3 separate regions of the Mus musculus genome follow, and all the other regions are linked to region 1. The links are chromatin contacts, called in public Micro-C maps. All regions are on one chromosome and are shown on one strand. The core of a region is the stretch at or near the end of the contact, and the rest is flanking DNA. Distances in the headings are between cores, read along the strand shown. Region 1 holds the start of Prkg2 (protein kinase, cGMP-dependent, type II). Region 2 holds the start of Fgf5 (fibroblast growth factor 5). Region 3 holds the start of A930011G23Rik (RIKEN cDNA A930011G23 gene).

Region 1 (3,255 bases), core at 265-2,764:
CCACTGCCTATCTCCATCAGTGGGTTTCAAGCTTTTACCTCAATGGACAGAGAGTACCATTGCATAGTTGACTTAGTGGACCACAGGATTTAGTAAACACATTTACTATGCGTTTTGTATTCTTAAAAAAAAAAAGTAGCTCTGACTCAGTGTGTCAAGTCTGACCAAGTTCTTACCATGACTTTTAGATATTTTCCTATGGATTCTTCCATTTCTTTGGAGTTCTTCATCTCACCATCTCTGGTTAGCCAACGTGAAATGTACGGATTTGAGAAAAAGTACCTGGCCTTAATTTTGTCCAGTTAATAGAAAAACAAACAACCGCTCTTCGTCCTCTGAGGCTTAATGAACCCATTCAACAAGTGTACACAGGCCTCATTCTATGTGGGGTTATGTATGTAATAGTGCATGCTGGAGTTGCAGGAAACCCCGTGGCCTACCGGATGTTTGATACCCCTAGGGAGTCGCGGTCTCACGTTCTCTGGATACAAACTGAAGAATAGACCCTCACTGTACCTCTCACTGTGCAGAGAAACTGCCCTTGTCCTTGTGAATCTGCCACAGACATTCCTCTGGGAGGATGAAGAAACAGGAACTCACTACGGGAGAGCACACTACCAGAGCATAGCATACTGCGGTGGGCGAGTATATCCATTTATATTTAGAAAAACCATAACGCACACCTCGGAATACTGTGTCTAAAAGGCCACAGGAGAGTATTAAATTACCTGCTTGAATAACCAAGAGAGGCTCATGCTAAAGTCTCACAGAATCAGGAGGTATTAATTCCTGTCCCTTGAAACTCGGTTTAGCCACTGTCCCCAGCATGCATCACATTCAGTGAACTGACTAGATGCGAGTTAAGGTTCCAGAGTCCTAGAAGAGCACGCGGGCCAAGCAGCCCTTGGGTCACGTGTCATGTAGAAGGGCACCTCTGTGACACCAGAGAGCATGGCCAGGGTGTGTGCGCCTGTCCCTTTGCGCTCTGGAAGGGAAGGCAGAATGGAGAGAGACCCAGCAAGGGAGAGCAAGAGCCCACAGTGAAGCAGGCTGGAGGCACAAGGGTGGGGAGGGAAGGCGATGATGAATACCCCCCTCAACTTTCCTCTCCCTCGGCCCACACACTTGAAATAAAAATAATAACACAACCAACCACCCGCTTGCATCCACGATGTTATCGCCCTACTTAAGTTGCCTCACGCCGGAGGTTCGGGGTATAAAGTGCAGACTGTCGCCGTCGCCGCAGGCCGGCTCCGGAGTACAGGTTCGCGCCGGCGCGGGTGACCCCACCTTCAAGGAAGCGGGCTCCGGGCTCTCCCACGCCACGCCGGGCTGACCCCCGCCCTCCTCCGTCCCTCCTCTCCGCTGAGCTCCCTCCTCCCTCCGGCGCGCCTCCTTCTCGCGGCGGCCCCCGCAGAGCAGCCAGGCGGCAGCACCCACGTCGCCGCAGCTCCCTCCCGCAGCGCGCCCGCCGCGTCCCGGCTCCCACGCAGCGCGAGCGGCGGCGCCCGCCAGCAGCCCGGACCCGGCACAGTGCGCACGGCGCGGCGGGGCAGAGCTGAGCTGAGCCCGGCCGGGGCCGCAGAGGGGCGGCGTGGCGGAGGACGCCAAGACGCTGCGGCCGCGCGGAGGGGACGAGCTGCGCACCTGGAAAGTTACCCGGCGGCCTGGTGAGGCTGGGGGGCTCGGGCACCCGTGGGGCTCGCGACCAGGGACGGGAGTGGGGACACGCGGGTGCCACTGGGCGTGCGTTGCGCGGTGGGCACTTCTCCCACACCCAGCCCGTCTCTCTTGCTGCTTGCATGCGGACATGTGGACGCGTTTCCTTCTCTCCTTGTGGCGAGGGTGGCTCCATACAGCAGTTGGGTTTAGAGCGCAGTGTGGCTGCAGCGTCCTTTGGGCTCTTCTGGGGCTGGGGGCTCAGGGGCGCTGTCACGGTGTGCCGTCCTGGCTTAGTTCTCCAATGTCTGAATAGCTGATTGGGCACACAAGACTCCTGCAAGGACTTTTACAAGTGCTTGTAAACTTGTTTGGGTGTCTTCTTGTCACTCAGCACCCCGAGGCGCTTGCACAGTTCTGCACATCTTCGTGAAGAAGCAAAGAGAGCAAAGAAACGCTAAGCAAAGAGCCACTTTGGAAATGAGAGAGAGAGAAAAAAAGAAATAGGTTTCAAGTGTAAGTAGGAGAGCTGAGCACGTAGGCAGAGCAGGGAGGCCAGAGCTGAGAACAGAACCAGCTCAGCGGCCCATGAGAAAGGATGACCCTAGCTTTTAGCATGCTTGTTTCCAAAGTTCAATAGGAAAGGGGCTTTTATTTTCCTTAAAGAGAATGCAACATCCACCTGCTCCCTGCCACACCCCCATACGCACAAGCGCCTTAGAAACCGTTTCTCATCTTTGCAAGTTTCTATTTAGCTCACAAAGAAGGCGATCATCCCACAGAGTAGACAACAGCTGCTACTCAGGCTCCTGTTGCGTTTTGCACACCGGGCTAGTGAGGTGATGAAGTGAAGAATTCCCTCTGAAAAACTAGACTGGACTCTCCTTCGCAACAGGCCGTAACTAAGAATAAACAAATTGCAAAGGTGGTACCTGTGAACCCAGCTTTTAACAGTCCTTGACTCTGGGCCTCTGTCTTCACAGGATGCAAGTGAGAATTCTCATCACAGGGAAAGAAGGCACATGCTGCCTGCCTGTTGGCCGAGCCCTGTAGTCTCCTGTTGTCTGATTTCTCCCTGTTTCCCAATTATCCCCTTTTCCTATGTTTTCATTTTCTCCAGTTTCCTCGGCTCGCTTTCTTGGGCTTATCAGTACTCTTATTTCTACTATTGTAAAAATTCTCTGCATACCTCTTTAATACCATCCAAACTCTGGCTTCAGCTCTTTCCATGGGACTTTTAAATGAGGACTTTTTTCTTCAGTCTACTGAAATGGCTAACCTCTTCTGTGCTTTTCCCTCTGATCTCCCTTCCTTTGACACATCTGGGATTTGAGCTGTGGCCTGCTGGACTCTTGAAATGTCTATTTCCAAGCTGTCTAGCAGACTTCTGCCATTCCGACAATGTTTCCTTATCCTTTTCCTTTTTTACTGCCCCCCCCCCCCACACACACAAATTATATTTTCACAGGTATGGCAGGTCCACACTCGGCAATGTAGGTATTTCTTTCTTATCTTTCTTCAATGGTCTCGTCTATTCACGTGAATTCAAGTCTTACCTCTGCAGAATTGGCCTGACTTAATTTTTTTTATTAATTT
Region 2 (3,255 bases), core at 545-3,044, 780 kb after region 1:
GGAAGACAAGAGGAGCCAGGTGACTGCGCAGCACTATCTCCTGGCCCCATTTCCGCTCTCCATGGGAGTCTGAGCGGTCCCTGCTGTGGCTTTTATCTGGAGGACTGAGCCCTGCTGGAAACCCGACCTGAACCTAGTGAGAAAACTGCTTGCAGGATTACAGAGACAACTACAGTCCCATGCATGCACACAGCTCCAAACCTCCGCTCACCTCAGCAGCTTAGAGCAGCGAGGGGAGTGCGAGTGATTAACGTGGTGGTCCAGAAAAGCAGATGGAATGGAGAAAACGCGGGTGGGGGTGGAAGCGAAGAGGAAAGGAGAAAGAGAGAACTCAGAAAAATTTCAGGTTGGGTGGTTGATGTTTTTTTTTTTTAAGTTATGCTCAATTTACAACCATTTCCAACCTCATCTGTAATTCTTTTAAAATTAAGAACTTTACTCCATCTGTCCCTGGAAACCAAAGGTTAACATTGTCAGGGTCTCAGCCTACTAAATGTTGTTAAACTCAGCACCGGACTTAGTCATAATACTGTCTGTCCGGTTTTCCAGATCATGTTGCTTTCTTGCAAGCAGAACTTTGCCCTTCCAAAACGCATGTACACGTAAATTCTACGTAGACCTGTGTAGTTGGTGTGCGCGCGCGCTTATGTACGCATGTATGTATCTACATATGTATGTATTCGTGTGAAAGATACCTAAGCATTCGGAGTTACATAGAGATATTAATAAACAAACATAATATGGGATATATAGGATATTTGTAGTTGGAGAATGGAAGTACTCAGATGGGTTCTTTTCATAAACGTAAATTATGTACAGGGAATAGAGATATACTTAACGCTTAAAGAAAAATGCGGTTCTAGTTCATAAGTAGAAAGAAATTGTACCAGGAGAAAGATTGTTACTTCTTTCATTATTATTATTATTTTTTTTTCTTCTCCAGCTAGAGTGGGTGGCTAGTCTTTTCGGCCCGGGCATTCTGGAAAAGAGCTGCCTGTCTCACCTCGGTAACCTCACCTGGGCTTACCCATGCTTACTACCCAAGACAGAAGGGTGCGTCTGCTCGCTCTGAGTAGACGCATCTCCACGAAACCCTACCGGACTCTTTCCAGAACCAGCAGAGTCCCAGACGCTAGGGCTCCTAGAGGTGCCTGTGGCCCAAAGGAATCTTGACCGTCCCTCCCAGAACAGGTTTTGTTGGAGAGTGAGCAACTTACTTAACACACTGGCTTCGTGGGAGCCATTGACTTTGCCATCCGGGTAGATCTGCAGATGGAAACCGATGCCCACTCTGCAGTACAGGCTGCCGGTCCGGCGCCCCGAAGGGCTCCACTGGAAACTGCTATGTTCCGAGCCGCTTCCTTGGCTGCCCGGAGAAGCTGCGACTGGTGAGGAGGCAGAAGACGAAGAAAACGTCGCGCTACTTCTGCCCCGGCTGCCGCTGGAGTCTCCCGGGTTCCTAGGAGGCGCGGGTTGCCCTTCGGGAGTGAGACGCTTCTCCCCGTGAGCCCAAGCGCTGTGGATCAGGTGGCTGCAGAAGATGAGGAAGAGCAAGGACAGGCTCATTCTTCCGGCCGCGGGGGTCCTAAGTGCATCTTGCAGGGCTGGCTCCGGGCTCCGTAGCCCCCGCGCGGCTGCGTGCCTCTGGCGCTGCCTCCCTCGCCGCACAGGGTGGACATAGCCTCGGGGAAGGGAGAGGGAGAGGGGGAGAGAGAGAGGCCACCCGAGCGGATCTCGGCGCTGGCACCGGGATATTTATAACGCCAGTGATCTCACTGCTCCGTGCACGCCTGCGAAGCTTCCCCTCACCCGCCGCTTTGTGTACTCACGGCCGGTACGGGGAGGGAGCGCCGCGGTCCCGGGGGCGGGGGTGTGAAGGAGGAGGGAGATGCGATCCCGGGAGTGGGAGGAGGTGTCTCGCCCTCAGAAGCTGCCCCCGGGACGCTGGCTGCGACCGTGCACGGGTCATGCAACCCAGCGGTTGTCAAGAGCCACCCAGTCACCCCACCCCCTGCCCGAGCCAGCGGCTCCGGAATCGGCTCCGCGCGCGCTGCTCTCCACGCAAGGGGCACGGACGGACGGCAACGTGGGCATGGGTTCCCGTCCTCTGTGGTCACATGTGTCCCAGCCAACTCACTCTTTACCCAGCACCCGCATTCCAGGTTGCTGGCCCCTGCCATCTGGAGCCTGGGAACCACTTTCCGAAGGGAACCAAAAACTGATTGGCAGCAGAACTTGGGAAGGTTTTGGGGTGGCCCAGGGTGGGAGAGAAGACTGGTTTCTCGCTGTTATTGATTTATTAAAGAACTAAGGTGTGCGTTTATTTCTCCACTAGAGAGCCACCCTGAATTGTTATGCCAGGTCTCAGGCTGCCCTCTAAGAAACTCTGTGGATGCACGACGTGTCCAGCTTTTTCTTCAGGAAAACCCATGTCTGTGTTGGAACAGGTGAACGCCCTCGAACATACACACACACACACACACACACACACACACACACACACACCAGACACACTTGAACTCCAGGCAAGGATGAATTGAGTCTGAACACCAGGACTGCCCAGTTGTCCTCTCTGACCCCATGATCCGTTGCCTGGAGGAGTTAGCCAACAGCTCTCTTCAACTTCCATTGACTGGAGGACCGACCCTAATGAATGATTAATGACAGGCCCCTGAATCTCAACCTAGGGAAACCTGAGAAGGAAGAATTTCCCCGTACGTAATGCTGGGGCTGTTATTTATCTGAGAAATATACCTGACTTGCATTCTTGGAATATTTCTGTCTGAAAACATATTTGAAACTTTAAACTACACTATGATATATCACTCATTGGTCACTTAAAATGAAAAGTCAATGAAGCCGCCCAATGGGGTCAACTCGCATCAATCATGCGAGATGTTAAGACATGACTTTATTAATTACTGAGTATCTGCTTCAGGCTTCCTATCTTCATAGTGAAAACCTATAAAACAGATGTAGATTTGTTTTCAGAATTGCAAATCTTCCGTGGATTGGGGACAAGGCAGCTGATAGCCAGTCACCTGATCAACACAGGAAATCGCCAAAGGGAGTAAAAGGAATATCCAACACAAAAGATTGTGACCTGAGGCTCGGTGCCCCTGGTGTGCACCACAGCACAAATCTCTCACAGGACAGCACTGAACTTTGAGAACAACACCAGTTTCCTTCCAAAGGGTCCATTTGAAGAGTCACTTCCGGGGCTGGCGAGATGGCTCAGCGTTTAAGAGCACTGAC
Region 3 (3,255 bases), core at 234-2,733, 690 kb before region 1:
CCTTTCATTCATCATTTTTTCCACAGATACTAAGAGCAGCCAGCCAGTAAAATCATTTTCCGATTTTTCCCCATCTTGTAGAAAGCTTTGTGCACTGAATCACCTAATTCATTAAGAAAATCAAGGGCATTAGCTTCTTTAAGTTCGGAATATAGTTTCAACCATGGGTCTTCAAAATTCTCTGAGCTCCCAGGAGGGAGAGAATCTGGAGAGGTTTCAATAGTTGAAAGTGCTGGTGGATCAACAAGCCAATTCCAGTATTTTAAAAGATTCATCCTTGTACTTCTGTTATGCCAGTGAGAGTTGTGGATTGACAGAAAAGTCTAGCCTCACATATTCACCACTTTGCACCCAAATGTCCATTTTCTAGTCACCCCAGCCAGTAAGCATCTACAGTCTGGTCACTGTTGCCCCAGGGTCCCGAAAAGAGCTTGAGAACCAAAGACTTTCCTGGTCTAGTACTTTTATATAAAATCAGGGGACTTAACTTTTTTACTCAAGGGCCCCTGTTGTCCTTTCTGAACCTCTGACATTGGCACAGTTGGGCAGTGTTTTTTTTTTTTTTTTTTTTTTTTTTTTTTTTTTTTTCTTTTCCAAACCACAGCCTGACACCACGTGCAGAGGAGTCTGGGAGTAACTAATGATGGAGCAGATGCTGAAGTATCCCCGCACTTATTGCAGCTCAGGACTTCTCATTTTAAACAAGCTTCAGAGACCACCCATAGTACACTAAGTGAGAGCCACAGCTGTGAGCAGTAAAACTAGACCGAGTGCAATGCTGGCCCCGTGTCTTGAGTCAAAGAGAATTCTGCCAGGTCCAGTTCTTGGACCGCACAACAGGCCGCATCTGCGTGTGTGTCGCAGTGTTCAGGTTCCAGCCTTGCCCATCCTGGGCCGTCCTGGCTGGGAGGCAGGCCAAGGAGAGAGCGATCGCCCTCTCCTCCTCTTTAGTGTTTACTGGTGCAGATCCCACCCAGTGTCAGGGGCTCACGTGTGGCAGGAGCAGGGTTCTTAATCCTGGGTTTGGAACCACCTCCTTTCCTACTGGAAGGGTGGGGCTGGCACGTGCCATTGGGGAGCCCTTGCGGGTAGCTCGAGTTCTGTCGTGGTAACTCGCCAAATGTCTGTGGACCTGGGCTCCCTCCTCTCCCACCTGCATTGTCGCAAATCGGGCAGAAACTAGGGAAGTGGGTCACCTGGGTGAACAGCCCCTCCCGCCTTGGCCGCTAGCTCTCAGCGTGCCCCCCCCGCCTCCCCCCCACCCCCCCCCACCCCCCCCCCCGGTCGCCGGCTTAGGCTCTCACTTGAGGCGTCGCCTGCACTCTACCCTTGGGCGGGCTGGGCTGTCGCTGCTCTGAGCTCCCCGCCGCCCTTGCCCCAGCGCCGCCGCAGGTCGTGCGCCGTTGGCCCTCCCGACACCCCCTCGGCGGGGCCCTTCCCTTTACTACGGCGCTAGTGACATTCAGCTGGTGAGGCTAACGCAGCCCGGGCTCCCGCAGCGCGGAGGCAGGGGCGCCCGCGGCTGTCTGCTCCTCTCACCCGGGCACCTCCCGAGTGGCAGCGACGAGCTCCCTGCAGGCCCAGAGACCCCCGACGGGACGACCTTGGCGGGCGGATCCCCGCCCCCACCCGGGTCCACGAGCTTGGGTCCGCCCTGCCCACCCCAGCTCTGGCACGGGTCGAGGACAGAGGCGGCGAGCGCGAGGGGGACCCTGCCTCCCTGCTCGTATATGGCAAAGTTTCTCGCGGCGCTCCTGGGCTGCACGCTGCCGAGCAAGGGCGCCTCTCCCGTGCTGGAGGTAGGTAGAGGGTGTGTCCTGCAGAGGTGGCTGTGGGCGACAGCTAACAGTCCTGACCCGCCCCTAGGGTCCCCACCACTTGGCAAGTGCGCCTCACCTGGAGGACTTCTGGGGCGGGGCCGGGGAAGGGGAGATGGAAGCCGCCGGGCTTGAATTCTGGTCTCCCCAGACCGCGTTGCGTGTTTTGTTTTTTTTTTTTCTCTTTCCTAGTTGATAGGTGAACATGTTTGTGAATCGCGAGTTTTGCGAGTTATCCCTTGCCTAACAAGCCAGGCACATTTGAAGATGAGCTGTTGCCTGCTCATCCTTCCGCTGTCTACCATGGCTAGCCTAAATGATTAGCAGAAACAATCTGTCAGTCAACAAGGTTCCCACTGTCGTGCTTGCTCTAACCACTCCCTTCCCCCAACCTCCAGCGAGGCGATAAACTCCGTATAAGTTAACTCGTTTCTTCTGGTGGGAGGTACGCCGGGGAAGGGGAGGGGTGTGAGGTGAGACTAACCACATCGCGCCTTCTGAAGGCAGGCACACCTAATTGCTCACACCTCCCCGAGGTAGCAGCGACCCTGCTGCAAGCGGCTTTGCTAGCAGCTGGCTGACTGGCTGGCTGATCCTCTGGGGAAATGGCAGCATCAGCGTTTAATATGAGACCCATATGGGCCACTCAGTACGGACAGTTCTGGGTTGTATGACCCTTCACACTCTACAGTCAGAACAGAGTACCCACTGTCTCTTACCTCGCCCCCCTCAATCCCCCGCCCTCTCCTACAGACTACCTGACAAGCAGGTCAGGACCAGAGGGCTGACTCTGGCCATGTCAACTAGCCTTGCCACCACCACTGTCTCATAACCATCCTGGCAGTCTGAGGTTTCCCTGAGCTGCCTTGGCCTTCAGTCGGCAGTTTCCAGGCTGGCAGAGATATAGACATGGGTTTCTTCTCTCAGTCATGCAGTGGGTTCCTTCAGCAAGGAATTGTTTAGGACCTAAACTCTTAGAGCCTTCCTCAGCTGCCTCTTGGACGCCCTTCACCATTGCTATCCTAGGTTTTTTTTTGTTTTTGTTTTTTTGTTTTTGTTTTATCCGAAGTCACGTGGAACTATTTCCTGTGATTTTACAGCTCAAGTGGTCCAGGCCATAATCTGCTATGGGACAGCAAGTATTTACTTATTTGTAAGCAGGGAGATTCCAGTGGTGAGTGGTAAGCAGGAGTTTGGGGATAGGAGTGTAGAGCGGGCAAAGACAGATGGAAATGCCTGCTCTGGTGAAAGCTGAGACCTAAAGGCTGAAGAGCCCAGACAGGCAAGGTTTTCCAGGTTTGCAGCCACGGCCTTAGCCATCTCCCTCCCTCGCAGTCTTTTAGAGGGCACGTTAGGCAGCCACATGGTAGGAGGCTGAGCTGGAGACAAGTGGTGCCCCTTATCAACTGTGCTCGCTCACTTTTCCTCTTCCTCGGGG

What was found. Hi-C and Micro-C count contacts between places; a contact is called where the count stands out from the background.
Region 2: a Micro-C map of embryonic stem cells shows a contact between it and region 1, with 5 times the contacts expected there. The contact joins the promoter of Fgf5 here to the promoter of Prkg2 in region 1. A contact is called at or near these places in 2 of 39 promoter capture datasets (embryonic stem cells and hippocampal neurons) and 3 of 484 Hi-C or Micro-C datasets (all in embryonic stem cells).
Region 3: a Micro-C map of embryonic stem cells shows a contact between it and region 1, with 4 times the contacts expected there. The contact joins the promoter of A930011G23Rik here to the promoter of Prkg2 in region 1. A contact is called at or near these places in 3 of 39 promoter capture datasets (hippocampal neurons and liver) and 5 of 484 Hi-C or Micro-C datasets (all in embryonic stem cells).

Annotation. Positions count from the first base shown.
Region 1 is chr5:99,035,338-99,038,592 of GRCm38.p6, reverse strand. Prkg2 (protein kinase, cGMP-dependent, type II) reads left to right here and starts at 1,514. Exons shown (of 19, transcript NM_008926.4): 1 at 1,514-1,670.
Region 2 is chr5:98,252,723-98,255,977 of GRCm38.p6, reverse strand. Fgf5 (fibroblast growth factor 5) reads right to left here and starts at 1,794. Exons shown (of 3, transcript NM_010203.5): 1 at 1,218-1,794. The coding sequence starts at 1,566.
Region 3 is chr5:99,727,288-99,730,542 of GRCm38.p6, reverse strand. A930011G23Rik (RIKEN cDNA A930011G23 gene) reads left to right here and starts at 1,483. Exons shown (of 4, transcript NR_030692.1): 1 at 1,483-1,799.